Regions from separate parts of the Macaca mulatta genome. Here region 2 is linked to region 1. A link is a contact called in public Hi-C data. All regions are on one chromosome and are shown on one strand. The core of a region is the stretch at or near the end of the contact, and the rest is flanking DNA. Distances in the headings are between cores, read along the strand shown. Region 1 holds the start of RAP2A (RAP2A, member of RAS oncogene family). Region 2 holds the start of IPO5 (importin 5).

What was found. Hi-C and Micro-C count contacts between places; a contact is called where the count stands out from the background.
Region 2: a Hi-C map of fetal cortex germinal zone shows a contact between it and region 1, with 4 times the contacts expected there. The contact joins the promoter of IPO5 here to the promoter of RAP2A in region 1. A contact is called at or near these places in 2 of 14 Hi-C or Micro-C datasets (fetal cortex germinal zone and fetal cortical plate).

The regions. Positions count from the first base shown.
Region 1 is chr17:92,156,263-92,163,757 of T2T-MMU8v2.0, forward strand. RAP2A (RAP2A, member of RAS oncogene family) reads left to right here and starts at 4,428. Exons shown (of 2, transcript NM_001193832.3): 1 at 4,428-4,903. The coding sequence starts at 4,590. LOC114673441 (a long non-coding RNA gene) reads right to left here and starts at 3,916. Exons shown (of 4, transcript XR_013407692.1): 1 at 2,863-3,916; 2 at 1,580-1,625.
Region 2 is chr17:92,677,991-92,685,485 of T2T-MMU8v2.0, forward strand. IPO5 (importin 5) reads left to right here and starts at 4,662. Exons shown (of 26, transcript XM_002800812.4): 1 at 4,662-4,773. The coding sequence starts at 4,684.

The DNA of each region.
Region 1 (7,495 bases), core at 3,178-5,677:
CTCCAGCCCCAGCAGCCTTCTCCCCATTCCGATGACAAGAACTGAGTCACGTGCCTACTTCTGGACTAACGGTGGGCAGAGGGAAAGCAATGCTATTAAAGTCCAATCCTGATTCACCCCAGCTTCTTTGGCAAAAATAAAGGGAAACTGCTGGGTACGCAAGCAACACTGTGCCTGCTCTTCTGCTTTGTTATATGAACCACACTGAAGCTCTGTTTTCCACAGAATCCTCCAGCTCTTAAGATTCTTCAGTCTTTTTCTTTTTTCTGCCTACATTTTAATCATTACGCATTTTCTTTCAGATTTTTTTTTCTGATTAAAATGGCCTTTTGAAACATCTACTCTGTCCACCCATAAGTTTCTTTTATTGAGTTGTTCCCATACTCTTAATTTCTGCATTCTAATTCCTTTTCTTTTCAAAAACACTGAGACATATCACATTTTTAAAGGAAGAACAAAGTTTATTTTGCCCCTTCCTTTCCACTCCACATATATATTTCAGATTCTCAACTGTATTAGGAGCCTCAGAGGGCAAGAAACCATCGTCTGCTCTCCTTATAATTGCCAGCAGCGTTTCACAGGTGCTAAATGTACTTGACGTGCCCTTCCCCTTTATGGTTAATCAGAGGCATGCAGGCTTTAATAAGAAGCAATAGGAATCAGGGTTTTACAGTTGAAAAGTACCCCTCGCATTACAAATATCCTCTACTAATTTGGTTCTATTAAATTCTCTGCATATTTGCTTCTTGCTGGTGTCAGGAAGTCCCAGAATACAGTGGATTTCCCACTTCATACCACCTTTTCCAACATCTTTCACAGAAAGAAAGGATGGACCTGGGTTTCCATGGTAACACAACTGTGATAATGGAAGGTATCTGGCTATAGGTGAGATAACTCCCTCTCAGATTTAGTGGAGGGAGGAGAAATGAAGATTTTCTTTCTTTTTATTCTCCTGGCAATGCACTTCGGAAACTAAAGGGACCCTGCAGTGTCAGTTACAGCGTTAAGTTTTCACTGTCTTACAGATTTACAGCTCTTGGGCATAATTCATATTTCTTTTATATCATTTTTATTTATTTCCCACAAACGAATGAAGACAAAAGTTATTTCTATAATCATCTCAGAATAGAGTTTATGCTGGCATCAGAATGAACATGACTAAGGGGTTAGAAAACAGACATCCATCTCTCCCCCAAGTCCTCTAAATTCTCTACACGTCCTGACATCCTTTTTATAGCAGCTAATCTTTCACCCAACATTTCACATACAGCCACAAATCAGGTAAGTACCATCGTTTAAGCCAGAATAGGTGAGAAAATATGCTCTGACCTGTCATGTTTCTTTTGCCTCTTGGTGGTTAAAAATCAACCTTTATAGTACTGAGCATGAAATCTGAGGCCTGTCAATATAAGGCCTGTAAATAAACGAGCTATAACCACCCAAAGGGCTGCAGTCTCTATACTCCTTCTTATCAAAAACGTCAGCATTGATGAGAGGTCAGGGGAAATAACCTGAGAAATGTCACAAAGCTGTCCTACTCTCTATTATGCTAAGTGGAGTGACTACGGAGACTACTCACTATTTTTGTGACAGCTTCAGTCCAGAGCTTCTCAACATCTAGGGACCTAGGAGTCATGAAAACAGTTGTTTTAGGCGACCTTCTGGACCCACAATCCCAAAGCAAATTTCTCAAAAACATAAATCACTGAATCTTTATTCCTTGCAAAGTAAATGGACTTAGAACTTCTCTGTAATGCAAGGTACTAGATGGGTTGTCATGATCTAGAGAGAAAGCTTCATGCTTCCTGACTCTATTGAACAAATCTAAGAACTTCTTATTACCAAGATGCACAATTAGAATCTTAAAAGAGACAATCTGTCTTTCCTTGGAAAAGAACTATAGCTGCTACTAACCTAAAGTAACCATGAATAAGCATACCAGTTTTACACAAAATATGAGACTTCTGGAAAGCTAGGTGAACACCATACTTACCTACATCCTCTTGAAACATCCCTGCCAAAGTAGCTCAGATATGAAGCACCCATGTAAGTTCTCTCAATTTTCACTATTTCACATTACTAGCCTAGCATGAAATAGTAGATCCTCTTCTGTTCCAATTCCCTTTAAACAGTCCTGATTCTTAGTCCTTTTTATTAATATAATACCTTCACTGCTGATTCTGGTGGCTCAGATAGTACCATTCATATTTTAATGATATGTAATCAAGAAATGCTGAGTTATATTTTACTACATACACATTTTTAAATTCAGAGGACATTTGTCCTTGATAATTTTAAATGAAAACTTGGTGTGTATTTATTATAGCAAGGTAATGCAAATATAAGTTACCCATTCTAATATAACGAAGCTCTAGGGAAATAGGAAACTACTAAATTTGAGTAGTCTTTGCAGTAGTTTGACTATCGACAGAAAAGATGGTGAAAGAATACCTGGCTTTTAACTCAGACCAAAATCCCCTCTGCATGATGACCTTGTGGGAAAGAGGACCGGGGGAGAGGTATGCCAGGCTTTAACAACAGAACTACAGAAATGTATTATTCGCAGGAAATGTGCGACAGTAACGAACGGATGAGACTAGTTTGAGAAGGACCTAGTTTAAAGAAAGTAAACCGAGTAACCGGTAACTGCAAAAAATAATGCAGGAATGTTTGAGGATGTAACGTCTCCTAAATTTGACGTTATGGGTGGGAGAGGGTGTGTAACTAAGATGTAATGCTAGCGACAGAACGCTAAGTTTTAAAACTTAATAGTGAAAGAAAAAATAATGTTCTGGGAGGAACGCCTGGAAGACCCATGCAATTGCTGCACGATATCTCCTTAAGGACCGGAACATTTCTCACCCTGAAGACAAAAGTCCCTGTGTTCTCGATTCAGCCCACATCCCTCAGCACCATTTCCATGCCCATCATTTAGGCAGAATGCCACGGAGACGACGTTAAAAGTGGAATTCATCATTCTGGCTTGCAACCCATCTTGTTCTTTTGCCAGAACAGAGCACAGCAACTGGCTCCTCAATCTCTGCCCCTCCCAAACGCCCGCAGCCGGGCCCTATCTCCATCCCGCCAGCCTCTGTGGCAAGGGGCTCGCGAGCTCTGGTTGGCTTGGTCGAAACTTCCGTCACACGCCAGCTCACCTACGATTGGTTGGCAAAGCGTGCGCGAACCGCCCCGCCTGGCGAGGCACTGGGGGGTGTGCTTGCGGATCCCGCGACAGATTTTTTTCCCGATTGGTTGAAAGAGGAAAGTCACGTGGTATGGGGAGGCTCTCTTATTGGTAGTGAATGGTACCATGGGGTGCAGAGACATGACGTGGTTGGCTAGAATGAATCCCAGCTTCCCACTAGATGCCCCTAGCCGGCTGTTGCTATGAGGTGTCCCGGGGCCTTCCGGCTGCCGGTCGGGGTTCCGCTCTCCAGGTTTTCAATTCACCAGTGGCTGACAGGGCGTGGACAGAGCTCGACTGCAGTTCGGCACTGAAAGGGGCGGATCTAGAAGAAATGTGGGCGGATCCAGAGGATTGGTGGGCGGGACCCTGGCGACGTCAGCAGGCTTGGACCCAACTTCCGTGGTGTGTGGCCGCCTCTGGCTCGACCCTGTGGCGCGCTGCCGGAGGGGGCTGTCACCCTCCTATCAATGTCCTAACACTCGAAAGCTTCGTTTTGTTGCGTTTACACAACTTCAGGCAGAAGCCTGTAGGTGCCCGTCCCCTTAAAGCTACACATGCTAATACAAGATAAAACCAAAGCTCTAGAAGTGCTGACAGACTGGGTGGCATCGGGCAAAGGCCCTCGCGGTCCCTCTTGGGCCTTGGGCATCTCTCCCCTTCACTCCTCGCCTCAGGGTAAAGCTTGGAGGTAGCTCTGGCCCCTCTACCATCGCATCTCCGCCGAATTCTGAACGTGGGAGTCTCAGGTTGACTGCTCCCAGCTCGGGCGGGAACTGCGCATGCTCGGTACGTAGGCCCTGGGGTCTGACTGGGCGCGCAGGGTTCGGCGCTGCTGGGCAGTCGCGGTGCTTGTTTATCTCCGCGACGGCAGAAGCTTCGGAGCCGCGCAGAGCCTCTCGGGAGCGCCCGCGGCCGGTCGCCTAGGCGACGGGGACGGGGGCGAGGCTGTGCCGCGGGCTCCGCCCCGGCCGCCGGGCCCCGCCCCTGGCCGCGCTGCGGCTGGGGCTCGGGCGCGCGCTCCAGCGCTGGGGGTAGCGGCGGCGGCGGCGGCGGGCGGGGATCTGGGCGTGGAGGCGCGAGGGGCGGGGCGGGCGGCACTGCGGGCCCGCGGCTCGGGCGGCTCGGGCGGCTCCGGCGGCTCACGCTCTGTCTCCCTGCTCGCCCTCAGTCCCACCCGGTGCCCACGGGGCCGCATCGCCGCCCGGCTCGGCCCATGCCTAGGGCCGCTGCTCCCTCAGCTGCCGCCGCCGCCGCCGGCGCCCAGGGGGCCGCCGCGGCTGTGAGGTGGGGGCGGCCGCGGGAGGCGGCTGGGCGGGCCGCCGGGGCCGGGGCTGGGGGCGCAGCGCGGCCGGCGTAGGTCTATGTCGCGGGCGGCGGCGGCGGCGGCGGCCGCGGAGGGACGATGCGCGAGTACAAAGTGGTGGTGCTGGGCTCGGGCGGGGTAGGCAAATCCGCCCTGACCGTGCAGTTCGTGACCGGTACCTTCATCGAGAAATACGACCCCACCATCGAGGACTTCTACCGCAAGGAGATCGAGGTGGATTCGTCGCCGTCGGTGCTGGAAATCCTGGACACGGCGGGCACCGAGCAGTTCGCGTCCATGCGGGACCTGTACATCAAGAACGGCCAGGGCTTCATCCTCGTCTACAGCCTCGTCAACCAGCAGAGCTTCCAGGACATCAAGCCCATGCGGGACCAGATCATCCGCGTGAAGCGGTGAGCGAGGGCGCAGGGGGCTTGGCGGCTGCACCCCGGAGTCACCGTCCCGGGGCCAGAACTCCCCGCGCGGGGCTCTGGGGAGGGGGCTGTCTGGGGGGTGGCTCCGAGCTGGAGGCTTTACTATTGTCATTCTGCTCCTCCTCCTCAATCTCAAATTCGAATGCTTTGTTTCACAACTAAAATTTGGCATCCTGTTAGCCCACAGAACAGCTCTTTGTCTCTTGGCCGTTGTTAGCATTGCTTGTACAGAGCCCCCAAGGAAACAAAGTTTAAAACTTGCAGAGGGGAAGGGAGTGGATGGGTTTGTGTTGGGAAGAGAGGAACTGTGCAGGTATAGTTGAGACATTTGCAGACTGAACAACAACAGTCTGCCTTGGCAATGTTTGACAGCAAAAATCGCTCACACACCTATACAGTAAAGTCAAGTCCAGAGGAAAGAGACCTTTCTCATCTCGTTAAAGGTTTATGGTTCCAAGGCGTTTTACAAAAATTAAGTCTCTAATTTAGAGCAAAACTTTAAAGACAGATTATCAAATTTTTTGAAGACATCGTAAGCTAAATGGGGTTTCGAGAATATTAACATAGAGGAGTGCAAATAAGCCATTCACAAGAGGAAAAGAATGCAGCTTAGCTGTTTTTTGTTTTTGTTTTTAATATAGCCGCCTTAACCGCTTCAAAAAAAAAAAAAAAGTTCCTGGAAACAAAACAGAAGCTTCTTCAAAAGTGTGACTCAAGTATTAGCTAATTTAAAGTTAACGTTAATAAGCCTTTATATATATATAAATTGTTTTCTAAAGTATACATTTTGGAAATATGGCTGATTACTTAAATGATTTAAAATGTTTGTTTTCTCTTAAATTCACTGAGTATATTTTTCCATGTAATTTCAAGCATTAGAAATGTGATAATATCTTAGTGCAAAGTTTTGGCAGATTTTTCTAATTATCATTTAATTACATATTACCGTTTTATCCAGTTGTTGTTAGTTAAAGCCTGCTGATAATTTTAGTGTCCTTTTTTTCTTGCCTTATTCTACTTAGAGCCTAAATCTGAAGACCTTTATTGAAAGATGGTTGTAAGTGCACTGTAGACATAATCACATTGTACGTCAGTTTGAGTCCACTCATTTTGAAAGAGCAAGGACCAAGTTATGTGTGCCCAGGGGATGCTCAAAAACTCATTACGAGTAGTGGGTTTTTAATGCAACCTGTGAGATCAAAGAGAAGGCTCTCTCTCCATTGCTCCACCCCCCCCCCTTAACTACTTGAGTATGCACTTTAATAGCTGAACTAAAATTGTGCATGTTATTCATCCTTGTGTTAAATTCCAAACTAGAATAAAGCAGATACTTGCGTGGTCTCTGCTGCTAAGATTTGCGAATTTGATAGCTTTTTACTTCTCCAGTATCATTTTCCTAAAGTTAAGCTTAGTATGAGGATGGCATTTAAGGGGCTACATTTAAGTGACTTAAATCCTTATTACCCCCTCCCCCAATACCACACAATTAGAAAGAAACAAACCAAACCAAACCAACTGCAGGGTAGTCTGATACATCGCCACATGTTAATGTTAGGCCAAATGCATACGTCAAAAAATAATCTAAATGTCCCAACTTCCTCACCCTTCACATTTAGATATGCAGGCATAAAGATATGAAGATGCAGATATACAATGATAAAGCCACATACCCATGGCTAACTTCTTGAAGCCTAGGGAACAAATATGGCAAAATATTTTTGGATAATATGGTCCACATAATTTTGTAGTTTCTTGTAATTTAGTGCAGATTACTTTTCTCAGTTATAATAATAGGTTAGTCTAAACTCAGTATATTGGAGCAATGTATTTATTTTCCTTATGGCCCAGAGGAAAAAAAGAGTAAAATTCTGCATGCCCAGATATCATTTTACTCACTAGTCTCAGTTCTTGATATAAAAAGATCATTGATCAGCTGAAGTAGAGTTCATAAATTCTTTCACCAGAATTCAACCATTGTATACGTAAGAACCTCTTGGACCCTCACTTATGTGTCTTTGTAATACGGTAGTAGTAAGGTATTTTACACCTCATCGTAATCCCAGCATCTGGCTTCCCATCATTGATGGAGAGGACGTGTGAATGCAGGTGGCCTCTCAGTATTTGATATCTACTGTCAAATTCAGTATTCAGCTTTAGGTCTAGGTCAGCACTTTTCAATAGAGATATAACGTGAGCCACATATGTAATTTTAACATTCCTAGTAGCTGATTTTTTTTAAATAACATAAATATGTGGAATTAATTTTAATAATGTATTTTATTTAACCCACCATATTTAAAATAGAATCATTTCGACATGTCAATATTCAAAAATTATTGATAGGATACTTTACTTTTTTATACTGTGCCCTTGAAGTTTGGTATGTGTTTGACGTAGCACATCTCAATTCAAACAAGTCACATTTCAAGTGCTCAGTAGCCACATGTGGCCACAGGCTGCCATATTGGACAACAGAGGTCTAAGGTGTATATGATTTGGGGAAATGCTTGCTTATTTCTCTAAACTTCAGTTTCCTTATCTGTGAAATAGAGATTAATATGCACCTTCAAG
Region 2 (7,495 bases), core at 3,412-5,911, 520 kb after region 1:
GTTAATTATTAATAAAAATAATATATGCCACCAGCTTACATTGGTGTAGTTACAGATTATAACGCTTTGATTTATATCATCTAAATTGACCCTCATAATAAATTGTGATATCAAAAGCATAAGAGCTTACAAATACCAAGATAAGGAGTCACAGAGACCCGAGGCAACTTAAAAAAAATTAGATTATTCACTTGGGAGAATCTTATGTCATTTGCATTCAGCATTCTATGAACCAGAAAGGGCAGACAAAACCAAATTCTATCCCAGTTGAGAAAAGCTTTCACAGAGGTCTTACAAGCCTAACTTCTCCAACTTTCTCCCATTTCCAGAACACGCCCGTCAACATGGGAGCCCATAAAACTAAGAGCAGTAGCAGGAGAGGATTCTGATGCACTCTAGTTAAGGAGCCTTGTCTCCTGCAGTATTACAAACAGGTCACACCCAGGCTGCGCAGTACTTCCTAACAGCAAAAATCCTAAACTACCTAGATTTCACGTACCAGTTGAGAGACACTTCGTTTTAAGAGGGGTTGCAAATGCTCCAAGCAAATTTGCCTCCAGCACTTAATGGAAGTAATGTCAAGTCCAATAAATTGCAAGGGAAAGGAGCTGGCCATTCACAGGATAAACCACTAAGTACATTACTTTGGGGCAATTTTGTTTTTGTTTTTTTATTTTAACGTGGCCAAAGCAATGGCAGCGAATACGGAGTGAGCAAAACTCAAAGTTTTCTATCCTTGCATTTTTACTTCCAATTATAGGTTAATGCTAGAAGAACTTTTATGATTAATAATATTATACTTTTTATTATCCCCATTTTATAGATGAGAAATTGAGGCTTAGTGACATTAAGCACTCGAGGTTACACAGCTAGTAAGAGACTAAAGATACAAATCCTCTAGACTCAAGTTCAAGGCTCTTTACCTTCCACCATTTGATCTCCTTGGGAAATAAATAAATCTATACTGCTGCAAGCTGCCTTTATGCAATATCTATTTTCTTTTCTTTCTTTCTTTCTTTTTTTTTTTTTTTTTTTGAGAGGAGTCTTGCTCTGTTGCCCATGCTGTAGTGCAGTGGCATGATACTGGCTCACTGCAACCTCTGTCTCCTGGGTTCAAGTGATTCTCCTGCCTCAGCCCCCCAAGTAGCTGGGATTACAGGCATGCACCACCATACCCAGCTAATTTTTTTTGTATTTTTAGTAGAGATGGAGTCTCGCCCTGTTGGCCAGGCTGGTCTCAAACTCCTGACCTCAGGGGATCCACCTGCCTCCCAAAGTGCTAGGATTACAGGCGTGAGCCACCGCACCCGGCCCCTGAGTTATTTTCTTATAAGAAAATGATACTCTTATAAACTATAAGGACACTCTTTATGAGAAATGGACTTCTAAGTGCAGTAAGCTTCCCAGAAGGCTGAGCATTATAAACTCTCCAGAATGGCGAGCCTGCTACCAAAAATACAGTCCCCACCTAAGAGGTTTTCTGGACACCAGAACTAGTCTCCATTGTCAGGACATCTGCTATCTACCCCAAGTTTACTGGAATTTCTCCCATTTTTGGAGGGGGGTGGGTGGTCTCTTCATTCATTAACCTTAAAATGCTTCTCCTTCCCTTTTAATTGGATATTTAAAATGTTAAAATAAGGTTGGACTGTGATTTTGTGTTCTAGCAGTTGATGTCACCACTAATACAAAATTGTTTTGTTTTTAGACTGCCTGAAATAATCTTAGGTTTACGCTTTGCCTCATTAAAAAAACAAGCTCCTGGCCGGGTGTGGTGGCTGAGGCCTGTAATCCTAGCACTTTGGGAGGCCAAGGCAGGAGGATCACCTGAGCTCAGGAGTTTGAGACCAGCCTGGGTAACAGGGCGAAACCCCATCTCTACCAAAACTACAAAAATTAGCCAGGTGTGGTGGCTTGTGCCTGCAGACCAGCCACTTGGAGGGGCTAAGGTGGGAGGGGCTTGAGCCCAGGAGGTGGAGGCTGCAGTGAGCCGAGATCACACCACTGCTCTCCAGCCTGGGCAACAGAGCGAGACTCTGTCTCAAAATAATAACAATAACAATAATAATAGTAACAAAAATCTGCAAACTTGATTGAAATTTCTATCATTTAGTAACTATTAAGCAAATATATGTAATCTACAGACTCATTGCCAATAAAAACACATACCACAACAGGTGTTAAAAAGTAACTGGAGATCCGGCCATACCCTAAGCAAGCCCCTAGGCAATTTATCAAATTTCGCTGTTGACCTAGTCATTTGAATGAGTTGTTTTTGTCTGTAATTCTTTTTTTTTTTTTTTTTTTTTTTTTTTGAGATGGAGTCTTGCTCTGTCACCCAGGCTAGAGTGCAATGGCGCAATCTCAGTTCACTGTAACGTCTGCCTCCCAGGTTCAAGCGATTCTCCTGCCGCAGCCTCCTGAGTAGCTGGGATTACAGGCGCCCACCACCAACCTGGCTAATTTTTGTATTTTTGGTAGAGACGTGCTTTCACCATGTTGGCCAGGCTTGTCTCGAACTCCTGACCTCAGGTGATCTGCCCACCTCGTCCTCCCAAAGTGCTGGGATTACAGGCGTGAGACACCATGCCCAGCCTTAAAATCTTAATAACCTTGGCTGATGATGAAACCTCCTCAGAATCCAGACACCCCAACTACCCACACACACACACACACACACACACACACACACACAAAAACCCAAAATCAAACAAAAACAAAACTGCCCCAAAGTAATGTGCATAGTGGTTTGTCTAGAAGAAATAACGTGGCATGAGAATGAAAACTTGTCACATCTAAGAAATAGAAATTCAACAAAGATAGGTCTGCAGACCTCCTGTAGAGAACCCATCATTGTCATGGCCCAAAACTTTCTAAGAGAATTTTCTCTAGGAATCAATTAGAATCCGTTAGGAAAAAATCTTGGCTGGCCATCACAATTGCACGTGGATCCCAGGGCTCAGCCCAGATTCTGGACACAGTGGCCAAGATTTAAAATCATTCACCAAAGAGCAAATGCTTTGACTTTCAAAGAGCAGAACTGCAGCAGAATAGCCAACAGGAAATTAAATTCCCTAAGTTAAATACTATGTACTGCCAGCTGTGTAGAGCTACTCTCCATCTCTCCCAATATGAAACCTCCTCACTAGAGATGTAGCGTCCCTTTGGGGCAGAAATGAATTGTTTTCGTAGCTGGGCACGGTGGCTTGTGCCTGTAATCCTAGCACTTTGGGAGGCCGAGGCGGGGGGTGGAGAGGGTTATCCCCTGAGGTCAGGAGTTCGAGACCAGCCGGGCCAACATGGTGAAATCCCGTTTCTACTAAAAATACAAAAAAGTTAGCTGGGCATGGTGGCACATGCCTGTAATCCCAGCTACTTGGGAGGCTGAGGTATGAAAATTGCTTGAACCCGGGAGGCAGAGGTTGCACTGAACCGAGATTGTGCCACTGAACTCCAGCCTAGGCGACAGAGCGAGCCTTCCACTGACACCCTTAGCCCAATGTATTGGATACAACAGGGTATCAACAAAAGTACCCTTTGATTTGTACACCCCTCTCTCTGCCTTTGGCAGCCCCAGCAGTTAAAGAACATTGCGTGTATTATCTACGCATTAGAATGCTGAAATTGAAATTACGCCTCTGGGTTCCTAGACCGAGATTGAGATATCAACCCTGTAAACCAGGGCTCCTTTAGGAAGAAAGGTGTTTCTTGACGTTCCCAAATCATTGCGAGAACAGCATCCCTAAACAAGGGATTCAAGGGAATAGTCACAGATCCTCGGGTGGAGGCATCTTTGCTACGTGGACGTGCGAAGACGACCGCGGGCTGGGGACGGGCAGCCTGGCGGGAGAGCCCCGGGCTGAGTAACCCCTCTTCCGCGAAAGCCCCAGGCGTGAGTCACTGGCGGGCGCGGCAGGAGGAAGGGGCGCCCTGAGTCCATAGTCCTGGGGGAGGTCGGAGGGTCTGACAACAAGAGGAGTCTGTGGGTGGAAGGTACCTAGGAAGTGGGTCTAAAGGGGCTGCTGCCTTCCTAGATGTGGGTAAAGGGCTGGATCCCAGGGGGAGAAGGACCGAAGGGGTGGGGCCCGCTCTTGCGGCCGCAGGGAGGGGCCGGGGGTCCGCGAGAAGGAGGCCGACCAGCCCGCGGCGCCGAAATCTCCCGCGCTCAGGAGCTGGCCCCTCCTCCCGGCCAGGCCTCAGGCCCATCGCCGCGGCCGGGCCCGCCGGCCGGCTCCTCCCGCTGTCCCCGCGACGCAGCCCCGGCCCCAGCCCAGGCCTCGACCCGGACCACGACCCCGATCCCAGCCCTGGCCCGGCTGCGTAGCCGCCAGCCGACCCCACCCGCGCACAGCCGGCGGCCCACGGCGCGCGGCCAGTGACGGCACCGCAGGGTGCGTGGCCAATCAGCGCGGCCCCCGAGGAGGCGGCCTCGGCCCCGCCCCCCTGCGCCCAGGGCCAGTGAGGCGCCGGCGCCGGCGGCCGCGGCGGGGTGAGAGGCCGCGAGGCCCCGCCCCGTCCTCCCCTTTCCCCTTTGCCCCGCCCTTCCCGCCCGGCCCCCCCACAGCCCCGCGCCGCCGCTGGTGCCGGTCCCCGCGCTGGGCCCGCCCCCGCCCCTCCCGCGGCCCGCGAGCGCGCCTCACGGCTCCTGTCTCCCCTCCCTCCTTCTCTCTCACGCCTAGCGCAATGGCGGCGGCCGCGGCGGAGCAGCAACAGTTCTACCTGCTCCTGGGAAACCTGCTCAGCCCCGACAATGTGGTCCGGAAACAGGCAGAGGTAACCGAGTTCACCGCCCCCGTCTCCGCGCCCTGGCCGGCGCGCCGACCCTTTCCCGACGCCGGCAGCGCCGGGCCTCGGCCGGTCCGCGGCGGCCGCGCAGGCTGGGCCCGGCGGGCGGCGGCCGCGCAGCCCACGTGTGAGGCGGCCCGCGGCTCCCGGTCGTGCCCCCGGGCTTTTCCGGCCATTGCTGCCGCGGCGCCCGACACCAGTTACCTCCCTGCCGCCGCTCGCACCCACGTGCGGCCGCTCCCGACGCGCTGCCCCAGTCCAGGTGTGGGGTGCCGGGCGGGCCCGGGGCCCCAACTTCGCTGGCCACCCCCTTTCCGAGCTCCCCGCTCGCCCCTTTCCCGCTTTCTCCCAGCGGGAGCCCCCACCGCCTTTCCAGCTGCTGTCTCCACCCAGCCTAGCGCTGTGGGTCTCCCAAACCCTGGCTGCTACCTTACCCGTCACGCCTGCTTCTACCCCCTGCTCATCTCCCACACCGTCTGTCCCTCTCTTTTTAAATGTGTACCCTTCCTTGTCGCTGCTGCCTTTTTTCATTTAGTTCTTTCTCATTTTAGTTCCTAACATCAGAAGCCAGATTTCCCTACCCCTTTCCACCCCCAGTTCTGTGAAGTTGCCTTTAGGGTTTCTTTCTATGCAGTTTCCACCTTACTCTGGGCATGTAATACACTTACTCTGCTCTTCCTTCAGACAAATTTTCTTTGCTCTCTAGAGAATCGTGGGATAAATGGGATGTAGTGGGACTTCCGTTGTTTAACTGGGCCAGTACCATATGTTTAAGTCTTCAACTTCATTAAATATAACCGTAATCTGTTTTTTCAAACCACCTCTTGTTCCTGGCCTCCAAAATGTGGAGATACTTTCAAGTGACAGTAATTTAAATATATCTGTAAGCTCATTTACCGGGTTCACTGGAAGACTGATGTTACATCGTCAGCGTTGAGACCACGATTATTATGGGATATTTCCAGGGGAGGGAGAAACTTTCCAGTTTCTTAGCTGACCGCTAAACTTGGTTATATATGGGTTTTTTTGCAACCATGAGATTGAAGAGTTTTATAAGATTAAATGAAGGATGTTCAGCCGGATATTTTTAAAGAGCAAAAATTAATTTTGCATATAGCCAATGAAACTGACTACAGGTCCTCTTCTGAACACAGGCCTGAAGACTTTTCCAGGTGTCCTTAAAACAAGTGTTAATCCTTGTTTTGAATAGATGGTGGATGTGCTGGTTATACTTAGAGGTTTTATATTAAGTGAAGTAAACACACCCAAAATTCTGTTCTATATGAAGAGGCATTTTCAACTATTCACTTTATTTTATATATGTAATACATGTTCAGGGTAAAAATTCAAACAGTGAATAGGTTCTTATCCCATTTCCCAAAGGTGACCACTTTTAAGTGTCTCGTGAGTCTTTCCTGAAATTTTAACATACACATTGATTTTTTACTTGAATGGGCTTATAATACTATTTACACTATTTTGCAACTTGAATTTTTCACTCAGTATATTTCACATTGCCTCATAGGTGAGTTTTTTGGTCAGCTATAGATTATACATCATATGGATAGATATTTATATAAGCAACCTTCTATGAAATGGATATTGTGGTTTCCAGTGACCTGCTCTTTTAAAAATAGTGTTATGCACAGGAGTACATATATACCTATCTTTGCATACTTTCCCAGGTTTACTTGGAGAATACTGAAAAGTAGGATTTGTTCCTAGAAGTAATATGCATGTATTGCATCAATTTGCCTTGGGGATATGATGATGCTTAAAAAGAAAAAATTAATGCTTTCTGCTAACTCTTGAGATAATTTTTCGCCAAAATAAGTTTTTAATCCCAACGTATAATAGAAATTTCCATGTGTTACAAAGCAGAACAGCATTGTAATTAGTAAGCTAGTTTAATTCTCCCTCTTCCCTCCAGTTGCTTAAGTCTCTATTGTCAAGCCTAGTGGGGAATCTCTCTTCTATTGAACTAAATACCAGTGTCTGGTTTAGCTTGAATTCCAGTTGGTGCCTGTTGTAAATCTTTTATCACTTACATCACATTGGGGATAGTTATCAGCATTCAGCACATTTTCTCATAAAGAATAATTGGAAATAAGTACTGTTATTCTCTTAGTCTCTTTATTCCTAGTGAAAACATTCAGATACTAGGATTTTACTTTCTTTGTATATCCTGAGAATATATTAATATGTAAAGTAAGTATCACAGTACTTACTGTGATACAGAATTTTCTAATTTGACCCCCAAAAAAATAAATGTTAAGAGAAGTTCTCTGGTGCCATGTAATGTCCTTTTCTTTTTTGCCTAATGAAATAAGCGTGTTATAACAAATCAAATGAAATAAAATTAGCGTTAAGTCTGATACAGCAAATATAGAAATATTTTCTATGAACTGAAAAATTGGCCAGGGCTCAGTAAATATCTTTGTAATTTACTCATTCAAAATAAAAATACTTAGTTGACACATAAATACCAAACTGTTGACTAAGTTGACTTCTTTTGTATTCAAATATGGTTATATATTTGGTTGATATCATTGAAGGGATGTCAAAACTCTAAAAAGTTAAAACTGTTTTCATCGTATACGCCATTCAATAGGCTTTATAGTTTATTTCTTTTTTTTAAAACCTGTAAGGATATTAACTTTATAGAAAATGTTTCTCATTTGAAGAAACATATGTGAATGTCCCTAAGTCT